Regions from separate parts of the Dromaius novaehollandiae genome. Here region 2 is linked to region 1. A link is a contact called in public Hi-C data. All regions are on one chromosome and are shown on one strand. The core of a region is the stretch at or near the end of the contact, and the rest is flanking DNA. Distances in the headings are between cores, read along the strand shown. Region 1 holds the start of SRGAP1 (SLIT-ROBO Rho GTPase activating protein 1). Region 2 has its middle 28 kb from the start of KICS2.

Region 1 (3,801 bases), core at 627-3,126:
GGAAGATCCCTTATAGAAGGGAGAAAGGAGAACAGGAATCCTATTACACCTGATCCTGTAGCCCAAGAGAGCATAGTACCTAATGAAACTGAAAGACGAACTGCAAAGGATAGAGGTACACTGACCACTGAAGTGCTGAGGCGTGGAAGTGAGCGACTGCGATGTTAAAGCAACGGGTTTATAAGAATTAAATGTAAACCAGGTAAGAATGTCAGCATTAGTATGGTAACTGGCATTTACCTCCAGGCGCCAGATCCCTGTAGCAGTAAAACTCAAGTGCAGCCAAATTACTGGGTAGCTGGTTTAAACTTTCCCAGAAGCAGATGATCCCATTATTCCCTCCTGTTTGTCCTGAAGGACCAGGTCCTGGCCTTGTCAGGACTAGCTGTCTGGGACAGGAGCTTTCGCATTTTATTTCTTTGGGCACTTGTGCCACACTAATCACACAGTAGCCACCTGGGTTGTCTTCTGAAAGTCCTTGTGAACAGTTTGCAACTTTGTCTAATCACTCCTGGACATACGTGAAGGCACCGGAGCCCTGTTTGCCTCCAGAACTGATTGACTTTAACTCCTTAGAGATGAGGAGCTCAAAGTCTGCATCTATGGCCTTGGCTTTTGGCTTCGACTCCACGAAGGCAGCCACACTCTTTGCTTGTCATAGGACAGCCGCCTTCTTCCCCCCCATGCTTTCTGCTTCACCTTTCTTAGCAAGCTCTTCTTGGGCAAAGGCTGGCTTTCAGGACAGGGAGGAGAAGGAAAAGGGGTTGTGTGACCTGAGTCATGTCTGACTTTTCTTGCAGGTGGGTCCAGGCTGAGCGCTGGCACCCGACAAGCACTCTGCTACAGGGTTTGCTAACGGGCACGCTCAGCTCCTGGCACCGCAGCCGCGGCCCTGTCCGCGGAGCTGCCAGCTGCCTCGCACCTCACGACCTCGCAGGGGCTGAGCCAGGCGCTGAGGCTGCCCCCACGCTGGAGTCCCTGACAACATGGATGCGCCTGGGCCACCTCTCCTCCTTGGTGACTTGCCCCACACTCCGACCCAGAGCTCCTCACTGCCGGGCTCCTCCTGCCCTTCCAGACTGTCGCCCACTTACTACCGTGTGTTTCGCACCAGCCCTGGCTTCGTGGGGTGGACTGCACACCACCACCACACCCGTCTGAGGTGTACTGATCTAACGCTAGCGTCCTACTGGGTGACCCCCTCGCATGTGCCACACAACACTTCACAGGAGCAGGACTTCTGATGTCCTCCCGCCCTGTTCTGTTTGTTCCCCCATGTAAAGTGTGTGGAATGCCCCGCACAAGGGCTGACAGCAGCCCTGCTCTTGAATCAGCTTCATCAGAAGGGGAGCACCAACATGAAGCCGACGCAGAGGGAAAAAAACAGGCAAGGATAAGGGAACGAGCTCTGCTTAGGGACAAGCGCTGGCCGCAGTCACATCTTGGTGCTGCCATGCCACCGGCCCCTCTCGGGCCTGGGGTGCTCGGGTGGCCCAGCCCCGGTCAGCGCGAACGACACGAAACCACGGGCTGCCCTCACACAGGAGCAGTGCAAAGCCACGGGCTGCCCTCAGAGAGACGGGGAAGCAAAACGCGACCCCCGAGGGAAACCCCCCTCCGGCCTGCCCCTCGTCCTCCGCCCTGCCACGGGGCTTTCCGGCGGGGGCACCGTGTGGGCTCAACTCCCCACGCCGGCAGCCGGGGCTCGCCGCCGCCGCCTCACGGCCGCCTCACCCCCCTTGCGCAGAGGGCGCCCGGCGCCGCACGCTGCCGTGTCCCTCCGGTCCCCGCCGCGGCCTCCCGCCGCGGGGCGCCGGGCCCGGCCCCGGTCTGGGCGGCGGCCGCGGGCCGGGGGAAGGCGGAGCGGGCGCCGCCGGGGAAGAGGCGAGCGCGGCGGCAGGAAGGGAGGAGAGAGCGGCCGAGGAGGGCGGGGAGAAGTTTATTCCCGGAGACACCTCTCCGGGGCGCGGCGGGGGTGCAGCTCCGCGCCGGCCGCCGCTGGGGCTGCGGCGTCGGGACATGCGCCTCCGCGGCGCGGCGCGGCGTTAGTCACGGCGGGGGGCTGGGGACGTCGCCACCCCGCGGAGCGCCGCGGCGGCAGTAGCTGGTGCCTCTGGCGTGCGGACCGCGCTGCCCGCCCCGCTCCCTTCCCCGCCCGCGGGCGCGCGAGGCGGCGCTGACAATGGCGGGGCGCAGCTGCCGCGCCCCCGCCCTCGCCTAGCGGCAGCGGGCGCCCCGCGGCCGCCGGCAGCTCCCCCGCCGCCCCGCCCTGCGGCGGCTCCGCGCCGCGGACCGCGCTGCTGCTGCTGCTGCTGCTGCTGCTGCTGGCGGCGGTGCCGGGAGGCGATGGTGCCCGCGCCGGGGTTAGCCTGATCGCCACCTCGCCGTTGCCTCACCGCCGCTGGTGCCGGCGGCGCTCCCCCGGGGCCAGCCGCGCTCCGCCGCCCCGGCCGCCTCCCTGCCTGCCTCCCTCCGTCGCTCGCCCGGGCTCGTGGCGACCTGACACAACTTGAGAGCCTTCCCAGAAAGATAACACAGAGAGGCAGCGGAGAGGCGGAAGAAGCAAGTGGATAATGTCAACCCCGAGCAGATTCAAGAAGGACAAAGAGATAATAGCCGAGTATGAAAGTCAAGTGAAAGGTAAGCGGGGGCGCGGGGGGCGTCTCCACTCCCCGGGGGGTCGGCGCCGAGGGGCGGCGGCCTCTCCCCTGGGGGCTGCGGGCCGCCGCCGTCCGGGCGGCCGCTCCGGGCTGCCTGAACTTCGGCGTAGCGGCGGCAGAGCCCGGGGGGCGGCGGCCGTCGCCCCGCTCCCCCAGCGGCGCCGGCTTCTGTGAGGGAGCGGGGTGGGGGCCAGCGGCGGTTAACGGCCGGCGGCGGCGGCGGTTAACGGCCGCCCGGCCCGGCGCGAGCACCTTGCCTCCATCGATGGAGCTCGGTAACGTCAAAAAAGAAGAAAAAAAAAAAAAAAGGAGAGGAGAAAAAAAAAGAGAGAGAGAGGAGAAAAGGCTTGGCAGTGAAACCGAAGCAAGAGACAATAGTAAGCCATGCCCCTTTCTGAAGGCACATGGCTGTTTTCCCCCCATCCTTCCCTTAGGATTATACTTTCAGTGCTGGGCTATAGACGTTGGCTAATAAAGAAATATTGCTGGCTATTGAATGAGCCTTTTCAGCAATCCCAGGAAGTATTTCAGCCTCCCATCGCCTGGCTGTATTGCATCCAACTATTGTGCCGAGGGCAGTGCCGGCAGAGCCCAGCTTTCGCCGCTAACGTTCCCCAACCCGTTTGGTTTCCTTGCTTATCCTTCCCTACGGTGCAAACGGCCTTGGGTGGCACGGAGGATGAGAAAGTAATGCCGTGGGCGGTGGGGCGTGTGCGTGTCGCTACGCGTCCTTCTCTTCTCGATGCTCTTGGTGAATATATTGCATAATACACAAATTACACCGAATTTAAACTTCAAGGATGGACGTGGACCTGATATGCGGTGTTTAAAAGCTCTATAATGCTTGAACTCTGCTTACTAAAAGGACGTGGGTGTGCTCTTCTAGCACCTCGTGAGGGCCCTGCGCGCCACTGCCAGGGGTCTGTGCCGCACAGAGACCGCGGGTGTCCCCGCACGGAGCTCACCGGGCTTTGGGAGCCCTCCGCCCAGTATGTGGGGGCTGCGGCCGCCAGGCCACGGGGTCTGGAAGGGGGTGGGAGGAACGAGACCTCAGCTGTTCAAAGATCTGATCAAAGACTTTCTATAATTTCACAGTATTTTTTTCCTCCTGCTTGATCCTACTGTGAGATCAGATTTCCAA
Region 2 (3,777 bases), core at 577-3,076, 150 kb after region 1:
CCCAGCAGATTTGGGGCAAGTTACCCACCCCAGGCGGAGAGCGGCCACTTGCGTCTGGGCTTTGCTTCCTTGTTTGTTTGTTTGATTAACAAACGGTACTGCTTTTTTCCAAGAGCGTAGCAATGGCATAACAGCACGAAGTACAAAGGGAAACAAATCCAACTCTAAAACACAGAGAACGAAAAATTACGCTGTTCGAAGGAGGTCGCACACCTGGGGGGCTGAAATCAATACTGGGTACACTCAGTGCGGCAGCAGGGCTAAGCCGAAACCAAACGCCGTCTGCTGTTATTTCCGTGGGGCATATTGATTCCTTGCTTAATATCTCCTGCGTGCATTTTCAGTCTCACACATCTGAAGCTATAAACACTGACCATGCAACATAACAAAGTAATTTCCATTTATCTGACTGAAGTACTTTCCAGGAGAGTCAAATCACCGAGACCAACTCTGCTCTATAGGGGAATAAAACAGGCATTGAAATAGTCATTTTTCTAACAGTGGCTTTTTGATTGCAATGAAATCACATTAATATGGAGATTGTTACCATAGTCATGAACTACGAATTTTAAGCGTGCTAAAGGTAGGAAACATCTAAAATTCCCTGCCAACTTTGACCAAGAAATCATGCTGAATATTGTAAAACGCTTCACTGACCAGCACAATACATTGGCTCCGTTTTTAATTGTTATTTTTTTCCTGCCCCAAGTGTTTGCAGAGCTACCCATTGCCAAGGCACAGCAACATGACAGTTAAAAATCAGCAAGGCGAATACAACAGTTCTCCACCAAGACTCTCGCATCTGAGCAGAATTTCGTTTTGACAGTTTTCTCAGCTCTGTAATTGGCTCTTCTTGAACACTGCTCCGAGAACTTGTCAAAAATTCATTTCAGACCTATTGTCAAGACATTTTTTTTTGCTGTTAAACACAACGTAAGACTTACATTACCGTTAAGTTGAATTTATTCTGAACAAAATTGGTTTATATGAAAGGTTACAGTCAACAACTGAAACACTGCCAGTCAGAGGCTACCAAACCACATCGTAAGTTGTGAATGTTCTTCCATTCTCCTTCTAAAACTAAAAAATAATATACATATGTAATGATTACAGTGATGTTATTGTTACACCTCAATCCTTCAAAATGCTCTAAATAATAAAAATATACTTCATCAAGTACTGGAAGTTTAGGGATAGTTACATTTCTTATGTACCATAGACCTAAATGCCATTCATATCCGTGTTTATCCATAAGTAATTATTATGATCCTATGTACAGGATTCATACACTCCTGTGTATTCATTGCAACTTACATGTACAGTGAAGCAGTAGCCAATTTACAAGCTTTCCTGTAGAAACCCGATTTCTTTTGTATCTGTACTGTAATATTAGGTCTCAGTTTTGACCTCTGTAGAAATAACTTGATTTTCTGTTTACAAGTCAACATTACTGGTAATTGCTGTTTCAGTGTTTTTACTTTTTCCTGTTTTAGAGGTCTATCAATAGTCTCAAGTATTTCCATGCAATTTTTGCAGGCACTACAGCTCCACCTCTAATATCAGGTATATTTATTGTTACTCTAACGTAAATTCAACTTTTTCATAAATATATCCAGCAATGTTACTCATTACATGTAATGTGTTTATCATTTTTAGTTAAATAAAATTTTGATGAGAATGCAATTCCTGCAGATACTTCAGCTTTCTCTCAGTATTTCCATTTTTTTGAGACAACAAATGAGCAGCTGTCTCAGGTCTTACAAATTTCCCAACGGCTGCCAGCTGCTGCTACAAATCAACTGAGAAGCAGGACTCGGTGGGCGACGGCGCTGCTCCGGCCCGCTGAAGCACCGGCCGAGCTCTGCAGCCACCTCGCTGACAGCTCTGGTCTTTGCAGCCTCAGGGAGCCTTTTTTCCCCTCCAGTCACCTAAATGAGACCGTGCATGAGAGCAACCAAGTCTGCACGTGTACCGGGATACCACACGCATCCCAAATAGTGCCATCTAGAATAACGCAGGATTCAAACGCCGCAGGAGCCAGCCCCCACCTTGCTCCTGCACAGCCTCACTCCCTCGGAGGAGGGCTGCAGGTGAACGCGCAGCCTGCGACATCCCTACGAAGCCACTCGAGTGGCAGAGGTTGTCCCCGAGGCTCTTCTTGTTTGCTAAAATCATACGTGAAAGCCTCCAGCGCCGGCAGCGGCTCAGGTTTCACCCGGCGTGTAAGACATCTGCTTGTTCGAAGTAGTAGAGCTGTTATCCTCAGCTGATTAAAGGAAGGATCCCAGTATCAAACAAAAACGTTAGGCAGAAAACCCAGGTTTGTATGTGGCAGGAAACCTCCCAGAACAAGGCAGTGCAATTTTGCGAAAGGAAATATAAATCACTTTGTCATTAAGCCTATGTGCAGGCATATTTTTCAGTGTTGCTCATACTACAGTGAATAACAGTCAAGGATAATCTGGTTTGTTCGTAACTTCTGTCAAGATAGTGCTGAAGGAAGATAGGTGCCCTCCTCTCCTCGAGCATTTGTAATTCAATCCTGGTCTCTTGGAAATGTTTTTCTTTACGTCTATCAGCTGCGCAGCCATAAACTATGGTGAAGAAACGCCGAACAGCCCCTTCCTGGCTGTAGCATTTAATAGATACAGATGTCCCACTCTGCAAATGGCAAAGGTTAAGTGGGGAAGGGCCGGAATATGGGATGCTCTGAAGATGATGGGAAGAACATTGGTAACAGGACAGTGAGCCTGGTTATTCTGGTAGAGTGGTAAAAATATGCTGTGACCGAGACTAGGACTTGACCCATTATCATTTAAGATGACAGAACTCTCTTCTTCCCTGCATCATTCATAAAGTGTTCAAATTCTGGATAAATGTCTACTGCTAGTGCAGTATAATTATTTTTAGTAGCTCTGCCTCTCCCCAGCAGATTTGTTAGAGACAGAGATATAAGCTGCATCTCACAGGATAACGCCAGCCCAGCCAAACACATGCACGAACAAAAATACAGCACATCAACATGTATAAATATCAGTGCAAAAGAAGAAAAAACCCCAGAGATGTGTCTGCATGCAAGCTGCACTGAAAACAGGACACATTTATTGTGGTGGGTAAAGCCAAGGTGGGTGAAAGCCATCCCTTTGCAACTGCTGCTTTAGTCCATTGAGGCTTAGGATTTTTCCTTCCTAATCTCCACCTTCCCTGTCAGGGAAAAGCAGAAAGGAAACAGAAAGGCTGGGGGAAGAAGTTGCTTTCTGATGTGGCAGTGAGAAGGCAAACCCAGTGCACATTGACCGTCCTCCACCCAGACCCGCTGCTGGCCTTCCCCATCCTCATCCTCCTGCATCCCCCATCCCACCCCACACTCGCAGCTTCCCTCCTTCCTTCCTTTGCCTCCCAGCCTGTGCACGAGCCCAGCGCTCCCTTCACCCGTCTCCACCCTGGCGACAAATTCGGACGTCTCCCCAACATAAGTTTCAGGGGAGGGGGCATAAACTGAAAGGCAAAACTTTGCAAAACTCGAGATCCTGGGAAATGCCCCGTTTGACTTTCCGGTGCTGAAGAGGCAACTGGCAACTCTCCCGAGAGTCCCAGGGTCCCAGGCACCGTTTCTGCTGTGGCGTTTGCTGCCACATAATCCCTCCCAATAAAAACAAAGTTTCCCCACCGCGTTTTCTGTGCGCAGTGTTGCTGATTGCTCAGCACATGTTTCCAGTGAGATTATTCTGGTTTATGCGGAAGCTGAAAGAAATCTTTGATGAAAGCAGTCAGGTT

What was found. A called contact is a pair of places that touch in the nucleus more often than the background predicts.
Region 2: a Hi-C map of liver shows a contact between it and region 1, with 4 times the contacts expected there. The contact joins the enhancer-like site here to the promoter of SRGAP1 in region 1. A contact is called at or near these places in 3 of 4 Hi-C or Micro-C datasets (brain, liver and ovary).

The regions. Positions count from the first base shown.
Region 1 is chr1:33,772,497-33,776,297 of bDroNov1.hap1, forward strand. SRGAP1 (SLIT-ROBO Rho GTPase activating protein 1) reads left to right here and starts at 1,877. Exons shown (of 22, transcript XM_026092363.2): 1 at 1,877-2,640. The coding sequence starts at 2,574.
Region 2 is chr1:33,923,870-33,927,646 of bDroNov1.hap1, forward strand. No RefSeq gene overlaps it. Among named protein-coding and RNA genes, the nearest start is that of KICS2, 28 kb to the right of the region's middle. Within about 2 kb of position 1,827, at least 1 of the 2 cell types and tissues checked has open chromatin away from gene starts, as enhancers often do.